2 separate regions of the Hordeum vulgare genome follow, and region 1 is linked to region 2. The links are chromatin contacts, called in public Hi-C maps. All regions are on one chromosome and are shown on one strand. Each heading gives the region's core, a stretch centred on a gene start, on an enhancer-like site or on the middle of the called end of the contact. The rest is flanking DNA. Distances are from core to core; before and after follow the strand shown. Region 1 holds the start of LOC123453119 (monothiol glutaredoxin-S12, chloroplastic-like). Region 2 holds the start of LOC123397454 (wiskott-Aldrich syndrome protein family member 2-like).

Region 1 (5,756 bases), core at 2,203-4,702, 530 kb before region 2:
GACCGCAGCAGCAAGGAAGCAACGAGGATCATTAATTCAGGATAGCCACACCATTTACTGTTTGTGAAAGAAACAAGATTTCGTAATCAACATGTGCTCCTCTGCACATCTATCTCGTAACAGACACACCAAAAAGGTAGAGAAGGAGAGAAAGCACTCATGCAAGCAAGAGAAGGGACAGGTGACAAGATGATGCTCAGGTAAGCACAAGAAAGAATCCAACTCCTAAGGTAGAGAAGAAGACACACGTGTAAGCACAAGAAATGATCCATCTCTTAGGATAGAACAACTCAACAGCATATTCCTTGTTTGTTTAGAGTGCATTCAGTATTCCCATGTTGGCCAATCAACCGAACTGCCAGGCATCTATAGAAGCATGCATCCTTCGTCCTGCTTGAATACCTTGCCCAACTGGTTGCTTTTTCTGTGCTGTCAGCATCTAATACATTTCATTGTGTGTGCGTGTGGGTGGGGGCAACGGTCTACCCACCATTCGCTAGTATAGAAAAGTAAGTAAAACCCCATATGCAACTCCATGAAACTATTAATAGAACGGTGTGTTAATTCAGCTTTGAGTAGTGTGTAGTCAAGCACTCAACCTTTTTGGTTCCACATATCCTTAGCCACTCAATTCTCAGAGGAGATTGAACTACCCATATGATCTATACATCATATTTGCACAGGTTCCAAATCATCTTTTCGAAAGAAAACTGCAACGTAGACCCCTACAGTATAGATAGGAACCTAAATCTGCATACATGCGAACTCGAACCCAGGTGGTGGGGTTGTACATCCACTCCCCCAACCAAGTGAGCTAGGCTCACTTCCTAGGTTTCAAAACCATTGGCGGTATGACGGTATCTTGGACATATCATCACATGATGTAAATGTTTCTTGAGATTCAGGTAAGCTAAAAGGTAAGAACAATAAAGATACGATAATGTCAAAAATTTAAGCATCAACAAAGACGTGACGTAAAATCCAGAAGTCACAAATCCATTTGAAATGTTTAAGAATAGAAGACTTACGAGAATTAGCCTAAAGACCCCAAATCCCATCAATTTCCTTGAGGTGGAAAAGGCTTGCAAAGAGAGCATTCAGTAGAGTGCTCGTCCTTGCAGCATGCCTGGCCAGTGTGCTGTAACATGACATCAGAAGTTTCCTGGTACTTGTGGATGACCATCGATCCATCCAACTCCTAACCCATAAGCCCCACCAAATTTATGATGGCTTCTCCACTTCTGCTGGAGAAATGAAAAACACTATTTAGTAATGGCAGAAAATAATGCAAAAATGGCAACAGTAGAACCCATTCTGATTTAAGTTTAAACAGGAGTGCTTAAAACTGAATCAAGAAGAAACAGGTTGAGTCATTGGTTACCATGATCCCGGAATTAATTGAATAAGTCATGCTTGGAAGATATCTTGCCTCCAGTAGAAACTTTCCTAAAGATTGATAGACAGACTTTCTCCATCAAATTCACATAGTCTGCATCAAGTGTTGAGCTTACCTGCTATATTTGCTTCTGGCAGAGTATACAGATAACCAGCCAACATATGGTACAGGAAAGCTTGCCGCTTCTTTTCTGTTACTTCTTCCAATAGTAAAAGTCATTAATAGAAAATCAATCTGCTCCAGAAATCTACAAGTGCCTCTCTCTTGATTCCTCATTGTACAGATCCAACACTTCTAGAGCACACTGACAAATAAATCAACTGAACACTTGAAGTGCAGATAGCTTTATCTTCTACTAATTTGAAAGAAAAAAATAAAGGAAATATTGAGGCAACAAGAAACATTTCAGCCATCACATAGTTTGCAAAGTGAACCTAGAAAAATGTTTGAAGTTTTAATTTTACATTTCTGAGTTGAACCTTAGAGCTCAGTCCAGCGATTTTGTCACTTTATGCACCACATACTTCTCTCATGTAGCTACAATGTATTCATGTGCAAATGTGAAACGACCACAAAAATACACACAAACACCTTTGCTAAGCCTGCTCTCAAAAACGACCAGTAAGTTTCACAGTACAATACTGCCTCATCTAAATTGGATGAATGTTTTTCTGAGTCAAGAACTTTGTGCCTTACAATAAGCTAAGTATTATTGCAACAATACAGGAGATAAGCTTGCATTTGGCACCTGATAAAACAAGACATTACTTAAACTCCAAGGTGAGAGTTCTACTTTTGGAACAGGGCAGCAAGCTCCCCCTTTTCAGCCATGGATGAAATAATATCACATCCTCCCACAAGTTCTCCTCCAACAAAAACCTGCGGGAAGGTTGGCCAGTTGCTGTAGGTCTTCAGGGTCTCTCTCAACCCATGGTTGTGCTCCTCATCAAGAATATCTACGGATGCGAAATCAACTCCATGTGCCTCCAGGATCCCCACCACTCTTTGCGAGAACCCACATTGGGGAGCGCTTCTTGATCCTTTGATGAAGGCAACCACTTTATTCTCCTTCACTAACCGATCAATCAACTGTTCAAGCGGCACAGTTAGCTGAACATGACGACCAGGAGTCAAACGCAAGTCTGCAGGTCTCTGTGGAGGACCGATCCAAGTGTGGTTCCCGGCAACGTTCCCCGGTGGCGCCTTGCCAGTGGCTGCGATGTATTCTTCCATCCATGATTTCCAAGCATTAGTCAGGACACTTTTATCTGGTGTTTCCTCGTCTGGTATTGCAACCTGTAGAGATAGGTGTGGTCAAATTCTCAAGTAGCATGGTCAAAACGTGAAGAGAGATAACTGAGACTCTGAGAGTTGATACATAGTCATTACTACAGGGCAATCATCTGCAGAAGTGATCAAAATGAGTGCAAGAGCGCTATATTTGTGTATATCAACCAACCCTCTTAAGGTAAACTGCTTTAGAAGAAAGCATGATCACTTCAGAAGCATTCATCATCAAACACTATAGGACGAGGCAAGCAATCAATTATCACGATTCAATTCATTGGACACTCTGCGCAATCCAATTCCATGATGTAACTGAAATCCTACGGAATGGGTGACGCGTGATGTGTATACCTTGACGGAGGCGCAGAGGTCAGCGGGCACCTTTCTGCGGTGCCCCTCGACGCTGGCCCTGACGTTGCGCGAGATCCCGAGAAACTGCAGGTCCCCGGCGGGATCGAAGACGCCGTAGACCCCGGGCCTAGGGGGGATCGAGTCCTCGTCGGGCAAAGTCTGGGTGGGCTCCTGCGGGATGGGGACGGGTGACGCCTCGGAGAGCTTGCTGAGGGCGGAGACGGACAAGAGGGCGCGGGGCGCGCGGCGGAGTATGGGCGGGAAGCGGAGAGTGCGGGAGGATGGGGTGGCCGGCGCCGGGAGGATGCGGAGGGAAGCGGCGGCAGCCGTGGAGGCGGTGGAGGTGGCCATGGGGAAAGTCATGGTGGCGCGGCTGAGTAGGAGAAGGTGAGGTGGAGGTGTGTGGAGAGTGGAGACGATGATGTCGTCCAGCCGCGCGTTCTTCCTCTCTAACTGGGCTGGATGGCACACGGCCCACAGACTAATAGCAGAGAAAAGCCCAACTTTTTATAAAACTAGTTGCTCGTATGCGCAAAATGCGGGAGCAACTAGTTAGCGAGCGCTTTCAACGATCGCTCCTGCGTGTCGCCATTTGGCGTATTTTCAGCCGTCGCCACGTGTCGCATTCTGAGCGTTTTTTTTTAATTTTATTTTTTATTTTTTCGCACGCGTTTTCGTCTTTTTAGTGTTTTTTCGGAATTTTTTTGATCTTACGGTTTTCTACCGATCTTTCATAACTTTTGGATGAAAAAAATTTCGCGAAAAAACGTGTTTTTGTTTTTTTACGCGAAAAAACATGTTTTCTGTTTTTTTACGAGAGACGCGTTTTTGCTTTCGTGAGAGGCACGGTTTTGCCTTCGCGAGAGGCACGGCCGTGCCTCTCAGAAAAGGAAAAAATGTGTTTTCTGTTTTTTTAAGAGAGACACGGTTTTGCTTCCGCAAAAGTCATGGTTTTGCCTTCGCGAGAGGCACGCCCGTGCCTTTCAGAAAAAAAACGCGTTTCTGTTTTTTTTGCGAGAGTCACGGTTTTGCCTTCGCGAGAGGCACGTCCGTGCCTCTCCCGAAAGGGGAAAACACGTTTTTTGTTTTTTTTAAGACGCACGGTTTTGTTTCCATGAAAGGCACGGTTCTACTTTTTTTTGCGAGAGGCACGATTTTCCTTCCGAGAGAGCCACAGTTTTGTCTTCGCGAGAGACACAACCCATGCCTCTCAGAAAGGAAAAAACTTGTTTTTTTTTGCTATCGCGTGAGGCACGATTTTTTCGTCCGATCTTTTTCTTTTGGTTTTTTTGTGAAAAAAGTTTATCAAACCTATCAATATAGGATCTAGTTTTGAAGATCTCAACGCGAGAAAGACAACGGTGAAAACAGTTCGAGATTTAGACCCATAGTTTAGGAGATAAAATGTTTTAAAAATACGAATCTACGAAAAAAGGAAAAACTAACAGGTTGCGACAAATGGCACGCATAGAATGCATCACTTGGCGCAACGTGTGAAGATGGAAGTAATCGTTGCAACGTGTATTCGCTAACTAGTGATTTCAGCAAAATTCTTTTTCTTCCTCGTTAAATGCTCTGGGCAAGCCCCATTTGCCGATTGTGTCAGCCGGGTTTCGTTATTTTCTCTTTTATTTTCTAAAGTCAGCACTACTCCCTTGGTACTGAATTATAAGACCTATGGATATTCTATAATATATGAACTACATACATACTAAAATAAATGAACAAACACACTAAAATACGCTTATATACATCATATTAGAAAAATGTCAGAATATTTTATAATCCAGAGAAGATGGAGTACTTCTTTTCTATTTCATTATTACTATTTTTTGACTTTTTCAAGTTATACATTATACTTTTTAGCACACGATAAACATTTTTTGCATCCATGATGAGCATTCTTGAAATACGCTTTTAGTCTTTTATTTAAATTTCAAAAATATCATAAAATATTTTCTAAATATAATTCTGAAGTATATATTTTAATATATTTTTTTGGAATATTAAATAGTAAACGATAGATTATTGGGCTGTAATTTTCAGTGGGTCACATCCTGACTAATATGTAAACCGGACATCCCAATGGAAATCCCTACTTTCTACGCCAATGCAATTTGCCGCTCATAGGATGAAAATAAGGCTTAATTCGTCGAGGGAGTGTCCCTCCCGATGCCCTAGTTGGGTTAGCCCATGTTGGGTTAGGCTGGTCACAATGGAGAGTAACATAAGGTAGGAACCTACATGCTTTCCTAGACTATGTTCCTACCTCCACAATGGGGAGTAACATGTATGTAGTGTCATGCAACAATGCATTTATTAAGCTATAGACTCATTGTTTCTTGGAGTGTGTGATGTTTCGGTAACTTAGCTAGTTACCACAAGCACCTCTCTCTTCACTAAATACGTGCCACATAAGCAAAGTTGTATTGGAGTGTGTGATGTTACTGCTAAGTTCTTCCCCATTGTGACCAGCCTTAGTTGTTTCTTATGTTTCCTCCTTTTCCTTGTTATCCTTTTTTTCTACTAGCAAAAGAAACCGTGCGTTGTAACGGAAAAAAATATGACATGCCCATAACGCAATAAATCAATGGGAAAGAAAATACCCTAATAGGTTCATTTTCCTTTATTTAAACATGGCATCCCATCGGTATTGCCTCTCAGCATAAGATGAACATCAACTTCCTTTTTTACCCTGTCGGGTTTTGCAGAGACATGCATG
Region 2 (5,672 bases), core at 2,573-5,072:
ATCAAAAGGTTATTCAATTCTACTTCAAGATCCACCTTCTTGCAATACATTCCAGGTGATAGAGTGTCAGTTTCTTGTAACTTTTCTAGATGCCCAAGTTCTTCTCTTAACCATTTCCTCCTAAGTCTTGCCTTCCCAAAGTTGTTCGAACCCCAGCCCTTAAAGAAAGTTTTAAATCTATTTAACTTGATATTGATGATATCGATAGGGTTCTTAAAACCTACAGGTCTCATCCAAATCTTGGCAACCAAAGGTAAGAAGTCAAGATTCTACAGCCAGTTTAAGTCAAATTTGAATCCCCTGTTCCTGGGGGTAAAAGGAATATTGTCTTTTGTATTCAAAATCAGGGGGCAATGATCTGAGATTTCCCTCACAAATTTTCTAAAAAAAGTGAAAGGAAAAATACCTTCCCAAGAATCGGACATAAGCACCCTATCTAGTTTTTCAAGGGTTGATTTGCTCTAGTTATTTGACCATGTATATTGAGCACCACTCATATCAACCTCCCTGAGAGAGAGTGTATTTATAATAGCATTAAAGAGATCAGAAGAGTGCCCCAACTTAGCTTTCTTGTTCTTCTCATTAGTGAATCTCAGGATATTAAAATCTTCCCCAATGATATAAGGATATACCACATTCCCACACATATTGGCCAATTCAGTAAGAAAATCCATCTTATGCTCTTCATGAGCAGATCCATAAATTGTCATTATGCAACAATTGTCTTTCCTACACTTATCCCAAAGTTCCAGCTTCATTATGTATTTACCAGCAATACAATTCTTAATATCAAAACAATTGTTCCTGACTCCACAAATAATTCCTCCAGACTTTCCTACAGCATGAATCCAATTCCAACAAAATTTATCTCCAGGATCAAATTTCCTCAAGAACTTAGAGGAAATTTCTTTTTTCATCGTCTCTTGAATACCCACAAAATCAAGTTTGAAATCTCTAATCAAATCACCCAAATAAGTAGCCATACCTTTCTTCCCCATCCCCCTACAGTTCCAAAAGAGACACATAATTTCCTTTTGTGTTTGGGGGATTGAATTTTGTTGCGAGGTTTACCAGGATTCATGGTCTTACCTGCAACTCCATTCAATTTCTGGTTTGACTTCTAGTTATAGGTTTAGAAATAACCACATTAACTTTCCTCCTTTCTTTTTTCCTAGATCTGACAGTTTTGAATCCTTCCTCATCGAGGCCCCCCTCATCCCCCAAGATGTGTTAAGAGGGGAAGATTCCCCGCAACTTTAGTAAGCAACAACATTTTTTCTTGCTGTTTTTCATAGTTACTAATTTTCTTAGCTATATTGGCTCTGGATCTTTCCAGTTCTCTAATAACATCAATAATAGTAAAGTCATCATCAGGAATATTCACTCCCATTTGCGAAGCCGTGGATATAATTTCCATATTGGATGACACATCAAAAGAGTTACTACGTATGGGCTCATTACCTTGCAGGTTTCTCTTTCTTGCCATCTTCTCAGCTTTGGCACCCACATGCTCCATATTGATCCCAACAATCCTTTTGCTGAACCTAGTATGTGCTTCCTCCAAAGCAGGAGGAGTAGGGATAACATCCACAGGCTCACTGGACTCAACAGGGGATTGCACAAAATATGTTTGATCCTCGTTCTGACAAGTATTATCCCCAATTTCCATCTCAGTGACAGTAGGTTCTCCCACACATGCATCCAGATAAGAAGAAAATTTTCTGTTGACCACAAGACTAGGCATAATTTGCATTGAATTCATCACTATCTTCTCATAAGAGGAGCCCTTAGTAGGCCTTTTTCATTTTCTTTTATCTGGCTTTTCTCTGCCTCAGCAGCCATAGAATCTATGAGCAGCATATCATCAACTTCCTCACTCTCCTCCTCAGATTGTATTTCATCACTTTTTTGATCACTCTGCTCATTCCCATCATTTTTCTCAACCGTATCCAGATTCATGTGCTTCATATTCTTTCCCCCAGATATGCCAAAGGGAGCCGAAGACTCCCCAATAGTGGATGAAGAGGCATTTTGTCCCCCAGGTTGACTATTATCAGTTAGCCTAGCCCTTTTTGGGGAGTTCCCCCATCAGTTTCCATTTACACATTAACTTTCTCTTTAGGAGGATTTTTCACACGGATCTTGTCCACAGAGAAGAAAAAATCATAAAAGTGTCCCCCCAAAACTCCCTCTATTGAAGGAGGAATATTCTCAGCATCTCTACATCCCAGCTTAATTCTAACTGATTCTGGTCTATTTATAGTGGCTTTATAAATCTCCAGAGTCACACCAACCAAGGATCCCACATATGCAATATTTTTTTCATGTATTTTGTCCAAAGGGATATTGCTAACATTGACCCAAGCAATGTTAAGTATATACCCTTCCCCCCCACTGATTCTGACCATTTCCTCAAGTTAATAACAGCCCCACAGCTCTTTACATTCATAGTTTCAGCAAAGCAGGCCTTGTCTACATCTCTAGGTGAAGGAAACCTCATCACAAAGGTATTAGGACCAATAGACCTAGCAGAGCACCTCCAGTTTGTGTTGATATATGCATTGAAAAATTCTTCCAACTGTCTACCAGAAGCTTGCCCCTCAACCACAGATATAACAATGAAATGATTCCTATCAGTAGACTGACTCGGGGTGCTATGGTCATGTATGTAGAAAAAACCCTTCCCCTAGCTTGAAACCCACACATCGGCGCCACACATTCCCAAGGCAGCATCGTGTTGCACACAGAGAACAGATGACCATGATTTCCACATCTACCACACACAACACGCGGATAGTACGCAGGTAAGTGACCCGAATCCTTGCAGGTAGCGCAAACCTTAGCATGTCCCACTAGTGGGGAGATGTTCCTCTTGCCGGGGGTAGGATGGCGACGATCCTGAGCCTGGGGTTGCCTTCCACCTGCAGCACCGCCAGCCACGGTGTTGTTGCTGTTGTCGCCCCACTTCTCAGATCCGCGCGCACCTCCTTGTTCCATTGCCGGCCCGTGGCATTCCTTCTTTGAGTAAAATATCGACAATTCGCCTTGCAAGCTTGAACAATTTTAACAAAGAGGGATCTGCGCATACGGTATCTTCTCCGAAAAAGGTGCGGCGGGTATGTTGGATTGGTGACGAAGTAATCCCGCATCAACATCTCAGTGCCGAGATGGCAATTTCGAGGAATGCAAAGACGACCGACAGTCGATCCACGCCGCCTCTTTCGGTTCTCGTCTTCGTGCTCCTTCAGGGTCAGGGCCATCACCAAGCTCTCCTAGAGAAATGTGAGAAGCATCCTCTCAACATCCGAGTCATCCGAAGAGGATGAATCCTCAAGTAGAAACTTCTCGCAGAGGCTCAAGTCCATCTTCGGCGATGGCTCTCCCGCCGTTGTGGATTGGCGGATCCGGCGGAGCCGGTGCAGCGGCTCGGCGAAAGAGGGAAGCAACGAACGAGCGGCGCGATTCACCCCGAAGATTCGACTGATAGCGGCGCCCTGAGCCAGCAACGGACTGGGGGAACAAATCGTGGTGCGGCGACCAAAGGGGGTGGGAAAGAGCGCGGGTGAAATGTCCGTCCCGCCAACCGTTTTTCTACGATACAACACATCATCGTATAGGCGCGGCAGAAACCTATGTTTTCGCGGGTCGGGGAGGGGATTTTGCCACGCCCCTTAATTTTTTTACGGGTCGAACGAATTTGAGGGGTCTGGTCTGAGAACATTTCTCGCTCCGGTTTTTATTTTAGGGGTTATTTTACCGGGACATTGTACAGGGTTTGGTAGAGATGCTCTTATCACACGCTCACGAACCATATCTTCTTCCGTAAGCGAAAGGCATTCTAGTATGAAACGGACATCCGCTCCTTAGTCGTATCTCAGAACCTTCTTCCTGCTTCCCTCAACCCCCCAAATCCCGGCGGCGGCCACGGCTGATCGGCGCAAGGGGGAAGAATGCCGTGCTGCCACTGGGTGCTCTCCGTGGCCGAGAGCAGCAGCAACAACAAAACGCCGTCATGGCTCCACCGCCTCCACACCAAGGGCGGCCTCTCCTTCCCCTCCCACCTCCAAATCGATGACCTCCTCTACGGCCGAATCCAGCTGTCCCCTCCCTCTCCTCCTCCGCTTGTCCCCCCTCCGCTGCTGCTGCCGCCGCCGCCGCCGTCCGACCGCGACCACGCCGCCACCAACCCCCAAGACCCGCCCCATAATCCCAAGTCTATCCCCAAGCCGCCCCGCAATCCCGCCCCCCCAAACCCTAGTGATACCAACAACAACCACCCCCCACAGCCATCGCCGCCGCCGTCGCCGCCGCCACTCTCTGGCGTCATCTCCGAAATTTTCGCCGTCCCCTCCGCCCCGCGATCCAACCGCCTCCTCAAGCCCTTCCGCAAGCAGTACCGACCCCGCCCTCGCTCCAACGTCAAGCCCGCCAACAAGGACGACAAAGACAAGGCCAAGGCCAGGAAGCGCCGCCGGGACGATAGGGATGCGGCTGCTGAGCACGGGGAGAGGCGCTCCAGGACGGAGGTCACCGTCATCGACACCAGCACCGACGGGTGGAAGGCCGCCAAGGTACTCGTCCGCAGGGGCGCCAACTGGAAGATCAGCGACAGGAAGAACTCCGAGATCTCAGAAACTGAGGATCACAGCAAGGGCAAGAGGAGGGCCGGCCTTGTTGCCAAGGTACTGAGAGATAAAAAGAAGGGGAAACACGCTGCCTCGCCGGTGAGTACTCTTCATGCTCTGCAGTATGTGTACTGTTTAATTTGCTTGTCCCTGCATTGGACAAGATCATATATTTATCAGTTCGGAGGGTTGGTGTCTACCATCCAGTAAATCCGTATTCACTCTAAATTGCAGGATGCTTCTAGCGATTGACAAACTATATTCATGCTCAGATCATGGATTCTATTCATGTTCAGACAATTTGTGCATGTGGGATCGTAATGTGGATATAAATGCTGATACTTAACAGAAATTGTGCCCTGTATAGTTAGAGATGGCAGATTCAGTTGTTACTACTCCCACCGTTCCTAAATATAAGTCCTTATAGAGATTTCAATATGGACCACATACAGAGCAAAATGGCTGAATCTACACACTAAAATATAAAATATGTTTATATACATCCGTATGTCCGTATTGAAATCTCTAAAAAGACTTATACTCCCTCTGTACCTAAATAATTGTAGTTGGAAAGAACTAGACTAGTTCTTCCCAACTACAACTATTTAGGAGGGAGTAGATGTTATTAGCTGTATTAAATTTCTAGTGCCGCTGTTTAAGGCTCCATACTCATTTTCTTGTGTGTCTCTATGTACTACCTGTGCATGGTTAGCTATATACTCCCTTCGTTCCTAAATATAAGTCTTTTAAGAGATTTTACTACGGACTACATACGAAGCGAAATGAGTGAATCTGCATTCTAAAGTATGTCTATATACATCCGTATGTAGTCCATAGTAAAATCTCTTAGAAGACTTATATTTAGGAACGGAGGAAGTATATCTGAGCCTGCACAGACATATGTAGAGACATGCAGAATTAAGCAGTTCCTGGTATAATTTGATATATTGACGTGCTTTGGTAACTCTATATGTGTGTTTAAATCATATAAATCTGGTGGTTTGGTAGTTACTATCCTACTTCAAGGGCAGTGCTTGTGTTGTTAGA

What was found. A called contact is a pair of places that touch in the nucleus more often than the background predicts.
Region 1: a Hi-C map of seedling shows a contact between it and region 2, with 3 times the contacts expected there. The contact joins the promoter of LOC123453119 here to the promoter of LOC123397454 in region 2. A contact is called at or near these places in 2 of 6 Hi-C or Micro-C datasets (leaf and seedling) and 1 of 1 datasets of contacts at active chromatin or transcription factors (embryo).

Annotation. Positions count from the first base shown.
Region 1 is chr5H:333,911,179-333,916,934 of MorexV3_pseudomolecules_assembly, reverse strand. LOC123453119 (monothiol glutaredoxin-S12, chloroplastic-like) reads right to left here and starts at 3,452. Exons shown (of 2, transcript XM_045129885.1): 1 at 3,035-3,452; 2 at 1,975-2,692. The coding sequence starts at 3,397. The coding sequence ends at 2,186.
Region 2 is chr5H:333,379,062-333,384,733 of MorexV3_pseudomolecules_assembly, reverse strand. It overlaps LOC123397454 (wiskott-Aldrich syndrome protein family member 2-like), which reads left to right and starts at 3,822. Exons shown (of 3, transcript XM_045091982.1): 1 at 3,822-4,724. The coding sequence starts at 3,951.